Regions from separate parts of the Mus musculus genome. Here region 1 is linked to region 2. Evidence: chromatin contacts called from public Hi-C data. All regions are on one chromosome and are shown on one strand. The core of a region is the stretch at or near the end of the contact, and the rest is flanking DNA. Distances in the headings are between cores, read along the strand shown.

Region 1 (4,837 bases), core at 1,463-3,962, 390 kb after region 2:
ACAATTTATATTTTGGTTTTATTGAGACAGACCTATGAAGCCCAGTCCGGCCTCAAACTTCCTATGAAGCTGAGGCTGACCTTGAATTTCTGATTATTCTGCCTCCTCTTCCTAAGTGTGGGGTCAGGGGTTTGTGCACGGTAGGCAAGCATTCTACCAAGCAGCCTGGACCCCAGCTCCTCACTGGGTTTTCTAGCTCAGCACACTGCATTTATGGCTAGGTCTATCCTGTACATTCCAGGATGCTTAGCAGTATCTCTGGCCTCCATCTACAAAATACTAGTAGTGTTCCCTGCCCCACCACAGCTTCCAGTACCTCTAGACATGAACAACTGTACCCTAGAAAACAGAACTGTCCCCAGGTTGAGAACCACAGATTTACATAAATTTACTTACTTAGGAAAATGGGAATAGGCAATATTAAAAATGTAAGACTAGCCGGGCGTGGTGGTGCACGCCTTTAATCCCACCACTCGGGAGGCAGAGGCAGGTGGATTTCTGAGTTCGAGGCCAGCCTGGTCTACAACATGAGTTCCAGGACAGCCAGGGCTATACAGAGAAACCTTGTCTTGAAAAACCAAAAAAAAAAAAAAAAAAAAGTAAGACCAGCATTAAATACTGGAATCACAAACATAAATACCAGGACAACTGGGTGTGTGGCTTTCCTTGCTCAAAGGATTATTGGCAAATTGGCTTAGCAGGTAAATACTTAGTATGATGGCCTGAATTTGATAGTGTGAACTTACATGGTGGTAGGAGAGGATCAACTCCCACAAGTTTCTCCTACCTCCACAGGTGCTCTAGGGTTCTAGGGCCTATCGTGTGTGTGCCGCTACCTTCCACTAAATAAATATAAAATATAAAATAGAACAACGAACCCATAAATGAATGATTGGAGTCGGCCATGGATGCATACGTAGTCACAGGGCTTAGGAAGCTGTGGCAGGAGGATGATGAGTTTGAGGGTAGCATAAGATAAAGAGGGTTACTCTGTTTTAGAAACCCAGCAGGGGGGTGGGGAGGTAGGAGAGGAGAGGAGACAAAGCTCTTCCCCAAATGCTCCATGAGCAGTTTCCTGTTTGCCAGAGTGACAAAGTATAACAGATAAAAACAACACACAGAAGTCAGAATTCCAAAATGAGTCTTTACTAAGATGAAGACAGTGTGTGTTACTAGGGAAACGAATACAGATGCAAGGTGGTGTCTTCTAACCACCTGGCCTACTGACTTCAGCTTCTCCTTGTCTTATAGCTTTTTTTTTTTTTTTTGGTTTTTCGAGACAGTGTTTCTCGGTGTAGCCCTGGCTGTCCTGGCTGTCCTGGAACTCACTTTGTAGACCAGGCTGGCCTCGAACTCAGAAATCCGACTGCCTCTGCCTCCCAAGTGCTGGGATTAAAGGCGTGCACCACCACGCCCAGCATCTTATAGCTTTCAAAATGCTTTTTGTGTGTGTGTGATTTTTATTTTTATTTTAGAAAAGTTATTTATTTAATGCATGAGTGCTCTGTTGCATATACCTCAGCCTGCCTGAAGAGGCATCAGATCCCCCTATAGATGGTTGTGAGCCACCATGTGGTTGCTGGGAATTGAACTCATGACTTCTGGAAGAGCAGCCAGTGCTCTTAGCCATTAAGCCATCTCACCAGCCCTTATTTTATTTTATTTTAAGTTGGTGTGTATTTTTCTTGAATGTATGGATACCATATGCCTGCTTGATGCTCATAGAGGTATCATAAGTTGATAATGGATTCCTGTAACTGGAGTTATGAATGGTTGTGATCCACCATGAAGGTGTTGGAAAACATACCCATGCCCTCTGGAAAAGCAGCCAGTGCTTTTAACCACTGAGCCATCTCTTTAGGCCCAGCTCTCAATATTCTTAGCCAGTCTGGGCTATATGAGATCTTGTTTCAAAACAACAAAATCAGATGAAGGTAAAAATTATAGGATAGATGGAGGATGTTATGAAAACCAACAAAAGGCAGTTGGCTTGACCAGGTCATTCTATCCAAGACCAGGAGAATAGGTTTCACACCACGGGGCGAGGGTTGGTTCTTCTTCATGCAGGATGCACATATAGTTACCGAGTGAACTTTGATACTCAGTGGTCAATTCCACTTCTAGAGCCAGGATTTCACTAGCCTGGAGGGTGGCACACTCACTGGGACATTTTAGGGCTTTTCAATAGTCTTTCAACATGGGCTGGAGTGATGGCTCAGTGATTAAGAGCACTGACTGCTTTCAATTCTCAGCAACCACAAAGTGGCTCACAACCATCTGTAGTGGGATCTGATGCCCTCTTCTGGTGTGTCTGAAGACAGTGCAATGTACTCACACACATAAAATAAATAATTTTTTTTTTTTTTTTGAGTTTTTCGAGACAGGGTTTCTCTGTGTAGCCCTGGCTGTCCTGGAACTCACTCTGTAGACCAGGCTGGCCTCGAAATCAGAAATCCACCTGCCTCTGCCTCCCAAGTGCTCAAGTGCTGGGATTAAAGGAATGTGCCACCACTGCCTGGCAAAATAAATAAATCTTAAAAAAGAAAAAAAAAGTCTTTCAACGTTAACTTGAGCTTGGTGGGAGAGTGGTAGACCGTTTCTGCGGTTACTATCTCCTTACTAAGGAAGGTTAATAGCCCACTGGGGAGTGGGGGTGGGAGGTGCGTCTAACTCTGTTGCCATAACACAGGAGGGATGTAATAGTACTACGTTTCCCACGAGGCCTTGCGCTGTGCCCCTACCCCGCTTTTGGTCCCGTCCCAACACTTAAGAGACGGAGGGGAAAAGGATGTGTCCGCTTCTGGTTTCGAGCTGGAAGCCACCGATGAGAACGAGACATTCTGCCTAGTCCTGCAGCTCTGGTCTCCAAGACGGAGTCCTTCAGGCCCTTAATGGTGCTGCCATTCCTTCCCGGACCGTAAGATTAGGGAAGAGATAAGAAACAGCACACTTCCGGTTCCTGCCTTTCCCTACAGTTCTGCAGCGTTTTCTCTTTGCCTATCTAGTTCCGTGCAGATCTGACGCCTTCCTGGATCCTATAGTGGCTGGGAGACTGAAACTCATGAAGGGAGCCCAACCTATTACCAGTCATGGTAGTCTAAGGCTCTTAGAGCCGAGCACACTTCTTGGCGTACGCCGGGACATTACCCACTTTCCAGGCCTTTGTAACTTGCTGTTTCCCTTTCCAGTCGGCTTAAGGCATTTTCTGTCTGCTTCAATGTCCTCACCTCAAAGAGGCTGGAGGAACCTATTGCCTCCCTCCCTGAAAGTTCTAGAGCTAGTCTCAGGAACATGTCCTTCAGGTCATTTCTTTCTTAAATGTTTCTTGGCTGCTTTTCCCATAAGGGTAGCGTCTGACACTGTAGCTCCAAGTGTCCATTGAGAGACAATGAAGACACACACACATGTGCAGAAGGGACTCGCGCCTGCACAAAAAGGACAGCCGTATCCTGTCCTACATAGCCCCCATAGCCAGCCTAGGCTGAAGCTTGGGAACAGTCAGTAGGGGTGAAGATGGCCCGTGACCAGACAGGTGGGGTAGCCTTGGACTAGGCAATTTTGTGTAAACCACCAACCTATTGTGGTGCTTCTGCTCTACAGATAGACTCAAGGGCTTGATAGCAGGTTTCCTTCCGTGCTTGCCTGCAGCTAATTTTCAAGCCCTGTGTAAAAACAGCTACAGACCAGCGCCCCCTAGTGTTATCACCCTTTGTGAAAAGTTGGGTCTTCACCTTACTGCTAGAGCTCCTGTAGGTCTAAATGTATGGATTCCTCAGCCCACAGGGGCAGGTGGCATTGTATGGAACAGGCAATCTTAGGTATTGAGATTTCTCAGTCCTCCAATGTAGCCTGTGTTACAGCTCTTGGTGCTGGGTCTGACAGCCTTGGAACTAAAGGCTTCATAGCTGTTATAGAGATCAGAGCCCAGTAGGTGCCAGTGAGTCTGGCTTGACCTTCTGTGAAAAGGAGATCCGTGAGTCTGAACTTTGTGTTTACACATTGTTTCCAAACTGCCTCATGGCACAGCTGCACCACAGATACAGGAATCTGCAGCCCTACAAACTGGGGAAGGTTCTTAGTCCTATCTAAATACTCTTCATCTGGCACCTCTGGAACAGCCCTATGTTTGGCCTGCCTGCAATGTGAACCTTTGCTTGGAGGACTCCCTCCACTGGCAACACAGAAGGAAATGCAGATGTTGGAGAAGCCCAATTGGTATGCAGTCCCTGCCCATGTGGTAGGATTTTATTACTTTTTATTGAAATATTCCAATCTGCAGTTATCCTGGGGGTGGGAGTGGGGTCTGTTTGTGTAGTCAATGAGGTGAAGCCACAAGAGGAGACATGGAAGGCTCAGGAAAACAAAATGTATTAAGCTAATGGATGTAAATATAGTAGCTCACGTATATTCATGACTGAAAAGAAAACCTTGTGAAGTCAGGAGGCCCAGGAGCCAGGGGATTGTCTTTCTGAGGGAAAGGAAAGCAAAGTTAACAGGTTGAGTTTAGGACTGGCAGAGTGCTGGCATCCTCTAAATCCGTGGTACCCAGGGCTACAGGCCCTGAGGCAAGGAAGGCTCAGTATAGCAATGTTTTGTTTTGACCACTGAAGCTGGACTTACATGGGCACAGGGGCTCTTCCATAAATGTCTCTATGAAGGAAACGTGGGGTGGAGGACAGTGACTACCTAAGGGAGGTATTGGTCACACTCACCCTAGAGATATTGGGAAGGGTTAGCTGTGCACTGTGTCCACAGCATAAGATACTTTGGGAGCATTGGCCTATGCATTGTTTAAGAAGTGTAAGCACAATGACATGGTAAAGAGGTTTAAGATAGT
Region 2 (4,833 bases), core at 2,321-4,820:
TGCCGGCGTCGAGACAGGGGGCTGGCGAACCAGGGACTATGAGAAAAAAAAAGTAGACAACACTCAGGAAACAAAAACGGTGTAAGTCCAGACCTTGACAGCATACACAAGAGTCACACGTAATGATGTGGTTATAGAACACCTTGGGGAAGGATGAATCAACAACCAGCAGGACTGCTGTATTAGAGCTTTAACTGCAGAAGAAGGAATCAGAGAAAGGCAGATCCCACTAGCATGCTGAACTCAGAAAGACCTAGTGGGGAGCCACCAGCTTCCTGGTGACAGATAAACACTTTGTGGAGTTATAATTTAGTTCTTATTATTTGTTTGTTTATCATAGTATGCAGGTATGGATATGGCAAGGCATGCATATGGAGGTCAGATAATTCTGTGGCACATGTTCTTTCCATCCATCTTCACATAGGTTTCAAGGACTGCAGTCATACCATGAAACTTGCCTGTCAAACACTTTTACATGCTGAATGCCAGGCCCCAGTTATTACATTTTTAACCCCGCCCAACAAGGGTTAGGACCATGAAGTCCATATACATATCCAAGAGGATCTTCACTATGCTAATGAAGGAGTGGAAATCACCTTCTAAGTGAGAAACACACTAGTCAATGGAATGGTCCTTCAATGTCTATAGAAGCCCTGCCCCAGATACCAAAGTTCAAAGATGTTGAGATAGGTCCTTTATGAAACATGGTTCAGTAAGCTGGGCAGGGGTGGTGCCTGCTTGCTAACTTAGGAGGCTGAGGCCAGATCACACACACACAAACTTTATACATACAAACTGGACAGATATAACCTGCATGAGATGCTATCTATCCATGGGAAGGCTAGCCTCTGCTCACCTTTCTTCTCTAAGGTAAAATCCTCTGTCTGGTGGATACAATATGCACTCTATGATTCAGTTGCCAGGACCATATAGAATGTCCTGATGGCCCAGTAACAGACTCAGATCAGGACCAGTACAGAGATTTGACTGGCACTGGCCAGACAGAGGACATCAAGAGAGAAGCAGAAAGGCGAGGCAAGAAAAGTATGAGAGATCTCACCACTAAGCCCAACCCCATAAGCACACAGGATGATTTCTCACCAGGCTGAGGTGAGAATGATTTCTGATACCCTAAGTGACCATTTTCAAACTTTCAGTCTCAAGAACCTTAATAATCTTTTTCCTTTCCTTTCCTTTCCTTTCCTTTCCTTTCCTTTCCTTTTCTCTTAAAGAAAAGACTAGAGATATTTATGAGACATCAAGTCTCATAAATACTGGGCACATACTTTACTTCTGAGCCCCAAGGCCTTCACTAGGGGATTCTAGGCAGGTAGAACACCTGAGCCATGACCCCATTCCTTCACTAGGGGAGTCTACGCAGGGACCGTACCAGTGAGCAACACCCCCAGCCTGTTAAAATATACTTGAGGACTCTAATTTAAAGAGCTTCTATTTAGGGGGAAAGAATTGGGGGGGGGGGGGAGTCACATTTCTTGATATTTGTGATACAGAAATTTGAAATTTAAAGACTTTTTAATTCATTAAAAAACAGTATATCCAATACACCCAATTAGCATTTGATTTCCCTTTTTTGTGTTCTGCAAATGAAGCTTGGGTCCTTGAGCAAGCCAGGCAGGTAGGTAGTCTACTTCTGTGCTATACCTCCATATCTCCAAACAGCATGTTTCATAAAACACACCTCTATTTAAAAATGAACAGTGAGAAGAGGGAGTACGGCTGAGTGACAGTATACAGACCCTTTTGTTCAAGAGAATAGAAGCTGGCTTTTCCATAGTTCCTGCAGTCATGGGGAGAAAAACCTACTTCATACAGACGTGACAGGAAGAAAAAGCATACAAATGTAAAACCACGAGAGGAGTCCTCAAAAACACCCTCCAATAAAGTCTGAGTGAGGGCCTCTGGCCTCCAGAGCCCACACTTCAAGAGAATCATTGCCTGAGGAAGACATCCCAGCTCAGTGCTAGGGTAGAATTAGAAATGGAAACCAGACAGACAGCTCCAAGCTCACTCCAACCTGCTACCCTGTGGCCGCCTGTCACAAAACAGAACTCACCTCTCCGTTGAGGTAGATGAGGTCAAAAGCATACAGACACACTTGCACCTGTATCTCCGATGCATCAACCTCCTAATTGAAACAGAATAAAAGACCAGGCATGAGGGGAGGGAAGGTGGCATTCTGTGTCCTATCTCACTATGTCTCAGGCTGATCCCTACCATTCCACACCTACCCCTAGCTAAGGTCACACTGCCTAGGAGGAAGCAATGCTGCAGGCATTAGCCCAAAATGAGGATGACTCTTGGGAAATCCTGACTTCATCAGCCTCCCTTGTAGCTAATGATGATAAAATGTCACAATTCTAGCCAGCTGAGGTACAAGATATGTGACTTCCCCAATAAGGCTTTCATAGTGAAATGACATATACAGGAAAAGGACCCTTCTATCTTTCCTAACTGGGATGCTGGGATAAGAATGTGATGGTTTGGACAATGGTGGCCACTTTGCCAAAGCTAGCAGATCTACATCCAGATTCATTCTGCCCCTTAGAGAACCAAGTAGAACCCCAAAGTCAGGACTGGGAGGAAAAAAACAAAGTGTAGCACTGCTCCAGAAGTATATGGGTTGATGCTACCTTGCGCTTGCGCGTGGTGAGTACTTGGAATGGTTGGATCTGCTTCTTTTCCCGGTCCCAGGCCACAGCCTCAGTGTCCAGAATGAAAGATGTGACTGAGGGGTGTTTAATCTACAAAAGGACGAGGTCAAAAGACAGGCCAATGAATTCCTTTACCCTCCCATTGCTCTCACAAACCACAGCTGACATCAGCAAGACACAAGAGTCCTCACCAAGGTACACTAGCTTTCCTGATGACTTGTCATTTGGTACCACAGACCAGACACAGCAGCAGCAGCCAGAGAAACTTCCCTCTTCTCTTAACCACATTCAACTTCCTGTGAACCCAGTACTCCCACTCTGAGGTCTGCCTAAACCAAACTGTCTCCACCTCACCACATCCTGCCTCAACCACCCCAGCTGCTAGTCTACCATCCTGCGCTGACCTTAACTACAATAGTCTTGGCCAGTAGACAGGGTAGTTGTCACAAACCCTGATTATTATGGCTGTACTTGCTGATAAAAATGGTATGCCACTTCCCTGAGTCGTGGAAAACTCTTCATCAGCCCCTGATCCTCTCTCCTTGCCTGGTCCCCTAAGCCTCTCTTTCCTTGAGCACATCAGCAGGTGGTCTGTGTCTCTAAGGGACAGGTATCTCAAAAGCATTGAGCCTCTGAATTGCTTGTCTTCCTCCCCATTCCCTTTCCTGTGGTCTGCCTTCCCTGGAAAGCCTTCTTTTCCCAGGCACAACGTCAGGAACTGTCTTTCAGACAGAGCTAACTTTGTGGTTTAGGAACTCTGCTTTCTTGACAATTCAAACAAAAGTTCAATTCAAATCTACTTGTTCTTCACTAGGGGTAGGGATTGAACATAGGGTCTTGGGTAGTACATGTCAGGCAAACATGTCATGTTCTATCATGAGCCATGCTACCAGTTACTCACTGGTGTTTTCAAGGCAATGTCTCTATCACTGAGCCATGCCTTCAGCTCCTCACTGGTACACTCAAGTCAAGTACACCTCCAGTTTCTCATTGTTTAAGACTCTAGATTAGTGTTCTAATCACCTAGCAGTAGCTCAGCCACAGTTATGGTTCTACTCAGTCACAGATATTGGACCTATTCTTCAGAGTCCACTTTGCCCATCACTAATGAAGGGAGCAAGCCCTGGCTACGGTACTACAAGCTATGGCACACAGCAGATGCCTAATCAACACTTGCTGAATAAGAATGGGCATAGAAGACAACATACTGCTTAAGGCCACTTCTGGAATACAGCAAAACTAAGATGTGCTCAGTGGTTAAGAGTGATATTCTTGAAGAGGATTTGGGTTCAATTCCCAATATCTACAAGGTGCAAAGAAACCCCTGGCCTAAGGCCCAGCCCTGCTCTGCCTCTGAGCTACTTATAAAGCTCCAGCTGCTCACAGGCCTGTGTCCTTGAGATCCTCTCTCAGCCTCACCACTGGACAGCCCGATCCAGGACTCTACTAAAGTCATTCATAGGAACCTGTGTTAGACTGTATCCACAGTGGGGGGAGTGGGCTGGGTGGGACAAAAGCCTAAAACCCTCATTGCTTCTGTCTGGAATGTAGTGGCTATGGGGAGACAAAAATGGTGATGAAAAACTGACCAACCAAAGATAGTGGAGTCAGAACAGCCTACACCTGCTTCCAGATCCAAGATATAAGCAACATCTGCTCAGGCCACACTGAAACCAAGTTTGTTATATGCAGATATATATTTTCCAGGCTCCTCCTACTCCTAATGAACCCCACCCCCACAGAATCAGGGTGGTCCAGAGGGGCCGTACTATAGCCCAGCAAGCACATGCTCACCTTGGGGATGCGGCTGATAATGTCAGGATACTTTCCTGTGTTGTCTTCCTGGTTCCTGCTGAAGATCTTCACTTCTCCACCTTCCAGAACATGTATCTACCATCACAGAAGAGGAAATCAAGCAAGTCTTTCCTATGTGACACTGTCTTCAGATCTCACCTTCATTCATAGGTTGGGAAGCTCAAAGAGCTACTACATAGATCTGAGCAAATCACCTCAAGTTTCCTGATACCTGTAACCTGTGTCTGGCATTCACCATCTTTCTTTTTCCTACTTTTTTTTAAACTTATATTTAAAGTAAATGAATGAGAGAGAGAGAGAGAGAGAGAGAGAGAGAGAGAGAGAGAGTGTGTGCACGCACTCACGA

The links. Hi-C and Micro-C count contacts between places; a contact is called where the count stands out from the background.
Region 1: a contact with region 2 is called in a Hi-C map of Th1 cells, with 3 times the contacts expected there. The contact joins two enhancer-like sites. A contact is called at or near these places in 2 of 39 promoter capture datasets (erythroid cells and liver) and 1 of 484 Hi-C or Micro-C datasets (Th1 cells).

What each region holds. Positions count from the first base shown.
Region 1 is chr7:12,908,461-12,913,297 of GRCm38.p6, reverse strand. Zscan22 (zinc finger and SCAN domain containing 22) reads right to left here. Exons shown (of 3, transcript NM_001290436.1): 3 at 4,215-4,837. Among named protein-coding and RNA genes, the nearest start is that of Rps5, 11 kb to the left of the region's middle. Within about 2 kb of position 2,712, at least 302 of the 459 cell types and tissues checked have an H3K27ac peak or open chromatin away from gene starts, as enhancers often do. A contact at or near this core is called in Th1 cells, where this site is marked.
Region 2 is chr7:13,301,113-13,305,945 of GRCm38.p6, reverse strand. Lig1 (ligase I, DNA, ATP-dependent) reads right to left here. Exons shown (of 29, transcript NM_010715.3): 19 at 4,467-4,562; 20 at 2,652-2,762; 21 at 2,075-2,146; 22 at 18-36; 23 at 1-16. Among named protein-coding and RNA genes, the nearest start is that of Pla2g4c, 22 kb to the left of the region's middle. Within about 2 kb of position 3,570, at least 74 of the 459 cell types and tissues checked have an H3K27ac peak or open chromatin away from gene starts, as enhancers often do. A contact at or near this core is called in Th1 cells, where this site is marked.